Regions from separate parts of the Astyanax mexicanus genome. Here region 1 is linked to region 2. Evidence: chromatin contacts called from public Hi-C data. All regions are on one chromosome and are shown on one strand. The core of a region is the stretch at or near the end of the contact, and the rest is flanking DNA. Distances in the headings are between cores, read along the strand shown.

Region 1 (4,049 bases), core at 3-2,502, 310 kb after region 2:
GCGCGCGCTGAGTTTATCAGCAGAGGAGAGGAACCCGAACACATGGACCCACACCTCCTCCGGCAGCCCCACATCTACCATTATCTTCACCAGCTTAAATAAAACACAGGAGCTGAGCTAGAGACACATGTAGCCGGAGCTGTAGATCAGTTTCTCCACGCTGTGTTTCTGACCTGTAGATAGATGATGATGATGGAGAGCCAGTTACTGAGATGACGTGCGCACGCGCCACATGTAAACACACATGTGCAGACAGTCAGCCACTCGTGAATGATTCGTTCCGATGAGTCGGTTCCTTTCAGCTCATAAGAAAATCCGAATCGACTCGGGACTGAACCTGTTTTGCAGCATCTGAGTTCACCTTATTTGCGTTCATCATTTTTTTTAGATTAAAAAAAAAGGTTGTAAGAGAATTCCTCTCAAAATTCAATATATATTATATAACATATATATATTTGGTGGCCCTATGTTATTCAGACTTGAATAATTATATACACACCATGGCAAACTTTCGCCAAAAAAAAAAAGAAATGTCAAAGCTTTTCAATTTTATCTGAACCCCCTTTTTTATATTTCTATTTTTTAGTTTTTCTTCTTATCTTTTTTAAATTATTTGCTTGTTAGGTTTACTATTTGAATGCATTTGTGATATGTTGTACCTGGGTAATATTTCCATATATTTGTATTTTTGGTATACTGTTATGTATATGTTATTTTGTTGAACTATATCATAAGCAAAAGTCAATAAATACATTTATAAAAAAATGAATTCACCTTTTCTGCCACGCCCACATTTAATATGATTCATTCGAGTTTGTTTGTTTGATTCCGCCTCAAACAGTCAGAAAACCGAAATCTGGTTGTGAGGGGTAGAAATAGAAACGTAGAAAAAAGGGAAATAAAACAAAAAATACTTTGCCAAATGTGAAAAATCAATAAATAATAAAGCGTTTTTTACTAGTTTTTACTAATTTCGCCTTAAAGTGGTTATTACACACATATTTAGCAAAGTAAATACTTTTTTAGAATAAAAAAAAATAGTTTAATGTAGTGGAGTTAAAGTTACATATTTGACTAGAAAATGTAATGGAGTGGAGAAAAAAAATAAATGTACAAATATTTCAGTAAATTAATGACACTTAATTCACCACTGCCTCACTCTAACTTACTAAAAGCCACATTCTCTGATTCATTTGCCTTTTGATTCCTTGAAGCGACTGAACAGAATCGGTTCAGTAAAACTGAATCATCAAATCTTTTCTACTTCCTGGCGGATGTGACGACAGAGCTGCTGTTTGGGAAATTCAAAATCCCCGCTCGCTGAGACCGAGGAGCTGCTGCTGAAGAAATGAGTGAGTTTCTGCTCTCAGACATAACAGCAAAATATATCTAATCTCGTTATAATGAGTTTAGAGACCCGCACAGCGCTTTAGAGTTATATATTTAAGTTCTGTACGTTAGGTGTACTGGGTAGGTTTAGTAGTTAGAAATCGCGAGGCTGTTGGTTAGCTTTAGCTGGGTTGTTACCAGGTTTGTTAACGACTTTACTTGGTAAAAAAAAAAAAAAAAATGCAGACTGTTTCTGTTCATTTTTTTATGTTATTTTGTCATCATGATGTTGTTAGTTAGCTAGCTAACTAATTGAGTCGAGTATAAAAATAATGTAACATTTTTTTCCCCAGAACGACAGTTTACTTGGGTTAAAGTAAGAACCATGCTTGTTTCCCTCAGTAATCATCCCAATTGTACACTTTTTTGTTTCCTTTTAAAACACCTAGTTTGCTTAATTTGGTATGCATTAACCATAATCTTGGTTGTACATGGGAATTAAACCCTTGTTCTCCTTTTTCCGTTTCTCAGCCTCCTCGTAGGACATTGCTGATAAATCCCAGAACTGTTATTAAATGACTGGACTGGCTATTTTGCTTGTAAACCAATGTATCATTCATCATCAGAATATCACACGGTTCCACAGCACCGTAAACCTTATCATGGCACTCCTGGATGTCAGATTGCAAAGACAGGTCGTATGATCAAACCTGCTACAGACACAAGAACTAGACGGCAGGACCTAATGGTACTGAACTCCACGGTGCAGAATGCAGCTGATTCAGGGCCACACATTCCCTGTGAGCTGAGCACTATCAACTCCACGGTGACAGATGACCAACTTCTTGAGCGTCAAGCACCTATCCCTGTATTTAAATCGCTCACTGACACGCCAGCCAAAGTTTTTGCCAGGCTAAAGGCAAAGGTTCAACAACAGACACTCGAGGAGGGCAAGGATGATGCACTAAACCGACACACAATGGTACAGCACTCCCCGGTTGAAGATACCATGCAGGAAGACCAAGAAACTTATGTGCTCACACTTTCACCTCCTGAGTCCACAAGTATGACATGGGAAGTAGGAGACCCATCGCCAAAAGAAGAGCTTGCAGCAAATGTAGATGGAAGACAAGGGGGCAGAAGTGATAGTGATTTATTTCATGGTTAGTTGTATGTCATTCCATCTTTGTTTAGAAAAATCTTGATTTGATTTTATGTTATAAGCGGACAAGTTGAAAAAGCATTTTGCCTTAATTACCTTTGTTGTTTCTTCAGAGCCAGTCGTCGTGCTTGAGAGACTATCTGCCGAAAATGTGTTTACAACGACGAAACTGCAGAAGGGGCAACAGCAGCAAGGGGCGAGTCGTGTCAGGAATGTGAAGGATTTAATGAGAGGTATGCATATGATAATTGCTTTACACTAGCTACCGTATTTTTCTTACTATAAGGCGCACTATCAATGAACGTCTATTCTGGTCTGTTTTCATACACAAGGCCCACTGGATTATAAGGCACATTTTAAGCGGCACTTGTTAGAAACTGGGGTGTTGCCATATTTCCAAGACATTTAAAGCTAAGCTAAGTGAAGTAAACAAAACTGTAATTCTTAAAAAAAAAAAGTTTATTTGGGTTTATACCGCTTATGCCGCCTAACTGCCGTCCGACAGCGCTACACTGAGGAAGTGTTTTGGTAAATCAGGATGATATCCGCTAGCAATTCATCCCATGTAGGCACAGGCTACAGTCTGAAATACTCACCTCTGAACTGCCAATAGCTAGCAGGGTTGGTGAACAATGCTAATACTGCTCCAGCAGTGCTAACCAGGGTTAGCAGCAGACTACAGGCCAATAATGCTCACCTCTGAACGGCCAATGGCTAGCAGGGTTAGCGGCTAATGCTAATACTGCTCCAGCAGTGCTAACCAGGGTTAGTAGCAGACTGCAGGCCAATAATGCTGATCTCTAAATGGCCGTATGGCTAGTGCTTAGCGGGTAATGCTAAACTGAATCTCCTGTATAACTCTGTACTTCAGCAGAGTGGCTTTACTGCTCCTTAATACCTGACTGATCAAATTAATACATAAAGCGCACCGGATTATAAGGCACACTGTAAATTTTGGGGAAAATTAAAGTATTTTAAGTGCTCCTTATAGTGCGAAAAATATGGTATTTGGCACACCCCTAATTGAGATTTTCACCAGATTGTATCAGACGTCAATGATCCTACATGTTATGATTTTAATAATACACTCCATATATCCAGGATTAAAGTAAAATCTAGTAGATATTTAATGGGAAATTAGAACAGTGTGATTTTTTTTTCTTTTGCTACCAAAAGTAAAAAAGTGGTACCCTAATGGCTCATTTAGCCCTAAAATATCATGACAATATTTATGGGTATTTGCTTTTATATTATGACGTACAATATGAAATGGCCCACCCCTATTTATAATATAGGAAAGTATGTAGATATCATTAACAAGTTAAATATTTTGTATTGTTACAGAGCCTTACATTCTGATGGAGGGCCTGTCTCCTGAAGAGTTATCTGTTCACATGGGGAGGATGAAGCAGATGCATGTTAAGAATGGTTGTAGCAATTCACAAAATATCACAAATAAAGGTACTGATTTTCACCTTTTATGAAGATATAAAAATAAGTTGCATCACATTTGGTTTCAGTTATTGTTATAAATCTTGTTAAATTGTAGGCCGGCGTG
Region 2 (3,559 bases), core at 744-3,243:
TAGGTATATGTTTGAGTAAAATAAACATTATTGTTTTATTCTGCAGAGCTTTCAGACCTCAAGCAATCAAAAGAAAACAAGTTCATCTTCATAAAGTTTTAAGAGTTCAGAATTCAATATTTGGTAGAATAACCCTGGTTTTTAATCACAATCCTGGTGCAAAAATTCAAGCAGTTTAGCTTGGTTTGGTGGCTTGTTATCATCCATCTTCCTCTTAATTATTTTCCAGAGGTTTGGTAATTTGTAAAATCAAAGAAACTCATCATTTAACTTTACCAAGCTCATTTTAAGTGGTCTCTTATTTTTTCCAGAGCTTCAGGTGTTGTTTTATTATTTTCTCGTTTATTCACTTCCAAAAACACAATACAAGAAAAATACAACAAATACAAACAACCATAAAGCTTTAACAAACAAAACTGTCACTACTTTAAATACTTTATAATGTAAAGGTTTTAACGAATTCCATAATAATAATAAAACAATTTTAATTTGTTCAGAAAATATTTCCCCCAAAGAGATTCATATCAGATTTAAAGAAAAGAAAATAATGTTTGGAGAAAAATGAATCTTTATCTGTAAATTTGGCATGATTATAATTACTTGTAGGCCTGGCACAATAAGATCTTTTTTGGGCCTGGATTAATTGTAATATTACATTATTAACAAATATCATATCAAAGCAATTATATCATTTTAAAGACAAACATTTCCATTCCTTCTCTTTAGGGATGAAGGGTCTACTGTAAATAAAGTTCACTTGACTCGATCAGTGTAAACTGTGGCGCTCAGGTCATGCGAGGTCAAAAGAATCGGTTCCTCCAAATGAATCGGCTCTTCCATCACTGTTCTACGGAAGCCTGTTTGTTTTTGACAGCACCAGGGTTCACAGGTTAAACGGCCAAACGCGAAGCGGATACGAGGGGTTTAATGTAGATTTATTGATCCATTTATTTATTGACCCTTATTGACCTTAATATTACATTTATTTATATTCACTTTGATCATTGTTCCAGTGTTAAGTTTACGAATTCAGAACATGCATTTACTGTGTTTAAAAGTAGACCTAAAAAAAGCTGTTAAAGCAATGAACATATGCACTTTATTTAATAAAATTTTAATACAATGATTTATTTTCTTGGCTCTTTTTTACTTCAGCGTACTTTCACCTTTCTTTTCCATTTTCCTTATTTTCGAATGATTAAATTTGATATTACAGTTGTACTATACCATACATGAATATAGACCTGTTATAATAACATTTTTGTGGGTGATTTATCGTTAGTGGTTAGTAAAATAGCATAATATAATAGCACAACAAAACAACTATGGCATTTTAAAGACAACAAATGTATATATATATATTTTTTTTCTTCACCTATTGCCATTTATTTATTTATTTTAACATTTCTTTATTTATTCATTTATTTAGTTCTACATTTATTTATTTATTCATTCATGTTTTTATTTATTTATTTCCACATTTATGTATTTCTGTATTTCTGCATAAATGTGGAAATAAATAAATAAATAAATGTAAACATGTTTAAATTAATTTATTAATCAATAAATGTGTTTATACATCAATACATCAATAAATAAATAAATGCAGAAATAGCCCCAAATAAAAGTTGATGCGTGGACATATGGAAATAGATTTCTGCTATAATTTTTAGATAATTTGTATAATTTAAAAAATATATATTTTATATTAATAAATGTATTAATTTATCTATACAAAAATCTATTTATAATTTATTATTTATATATAATTATGTCATTTTTTGTCCTCCATAGCAGTCCACATCGCAACTGTATGTAGACAATATTATATATCAAATATAATTTAAATCATGTCCATTTGTTGTACGAAAAGTCGATAATGTAACTATTATATCGCGACAGGCCTATTTCATGTGAACATATTCTAATGTAAAATATTTATTCTATAATACAAACACGCAGCCATGTTGGTAAGGTCAGTCTCTGACGAGCCGCTTGTGCGCTTGCGCTTACAAACGCGGGCTAGTTGGCTCCCTCGTTCAGCTTGGCATTGTGTTTTTTTCCTCTGTTTACATCGCATTGTGAGTTATTTAGCTGATATTATTAATTGTCGCGGTGTGTGAGCTTTGCTGTACTGTACTGGAAAGCGTATTTGCGTGTGGGTAATCTAGGTTAGCTAAGGGTTTCGGAAAACATGACAGCTTTATGAAAGTTTGGTGTGCTTTATAGGTGGGCTAGTTAACGTTAGCACTAGTTCAGCTAGCGTTCATATTTTAGAACAGATTTGTTCGTTTGAGCGCCTGACACTGTTATCACTATGTGGGACACGCGTAGCTAACTGGTTAAACTAGATTCGCTGTGTTTAAACGTGTTAATCGAGGCTGTGACAGCTTGGCTAACTAGCTTTAGCTGGCGTCAACCAACTTTTGATGGTGGATGTGTGTGAGGGAAGGGTTTAGTAGGTTAGCTTAGCTAGTTACGCTAGCTGTAGATGTTTAGTTAACCTTAGCTAGTTAGCGTTAGCTAGCTCATAGTCTGTACACATTTTCTCTTTGTTGTAATTAGCAGCGAACTAACCAGCTAGCTGACTGTAACTGTTGTAGTGAGACAGGTCTTCTTGTGCAACTGAAGCAGTCAGTCAGTTAGTCAGTATCCTTGACAGGGCAGCGATGAAGCTCCAGTGCGATGTCGAGGTTATAAATCGGATGCTGCCAACGTTTGGGCTCAAGGGAAAGGGGAAAGGAACCAGGGCCGTGCTGTCCATCGGGAAACACGTGGATAAAACCAGCAAGCGAAGCAATGTCTATTTACTGATCTGTACTGCAAAAGATAGAGCTGGATCCAAATACAAGGTACATGCCTGCATACACTTGGTTCCCTAAACTAACCAGTACCCGTCAAAAGTTGGACGCACCTTAAATTCAGTGTTTTTTATTGTATATAATGTTCTGAATGCAGGAGAATTTTATTACACTGGAAATCAAAACACTCTCTAAAAGCTTCTGTTAGCTTAGAGTCTTGATGCAATTCATTCAGTTGGAAAAAATAAAATAATCCCTTAGGGGCTCTTGGGCTATTTGGGCACCAATTTTAAACTATTTGGGCACCAATTTGTAACCTATATAAAATCTGTGAATCTGTGACCAGAGTATGTTTAAGATTTTAGATTCTTTAAAGTAGCACCTCTTCCTTAGATGGCAGCTTTGCACATTTGCTTGGCTGGATTTTATCGGTCAGTTTTTTTTAAATGTAGAGTCACTTGGAAAAACTTTCAGTTAACAGCTGTGCTGAACTCAAAAGTTTATTATTTAAAAAATCTTCTACTCTTCATGTGATGGAAAAATAAAGGTATAAGAATGCTGCTTTCTGTCTGTAATGAACAGAAAAGAAGACTCTAATATTATACTATAAAATCTATATAGCAAATAAATCTATCCAACTAAAATATTAAGTAGTTTATATTTATTTCCATTGTAATGAAAGTCTGTGTGTAAGATTGTAGATTTTATATTGAGCTTTTGATTTCATGAACCATCCAAAACAGTAAAAGAATGATTAA

What was found. A called contact is a pair of places that touch in the nucleus more often than the background predicts.
Region 1: a contact with region 2 is called in a Hi-C map of muscle, with 8 times the contacts expected there. The contact joins the promoter of mis18bp1 here to the promoter of lrr1 in region 2. A contact is called at or near these places in 2 of 3 Hi-C or Micro-C datasets (both in muscle).

Annotation. Positions count from the first base shown.
Region 1 is chr14:45,360,649-45,364,697 of AstMex3_surface, forward strand. mis18bp1 (MIS18 binding protein 1) reads left to right here and starts at 1,253. Exons shown (of 18, transcript XM_049463540.1): 1 at 1,253-1,352; 2 at 1,861-2,492; 3 at 2,605-2,724; 4 at 3,836-3,952; 5 at 4,041-4,049. The coding sequence starts at 1,937. im:7136021 reads right to left here and starts at 257. Exons shown (of 4, transcript XM_007257898.4): 1 at 1-257. The coding sequence starts at 81.
Region 2 is chr14:45,046,418-45,049,976 of AstMex3_surface, forward strand. It overlaps lrr1 (leucine rich repeat protein 1), which reads left to right and starts at 1,994. Exons shown (of 4, transcript XM_007258892.4): 1 at 1,994-2,852. The coding sequence starts at 2,670.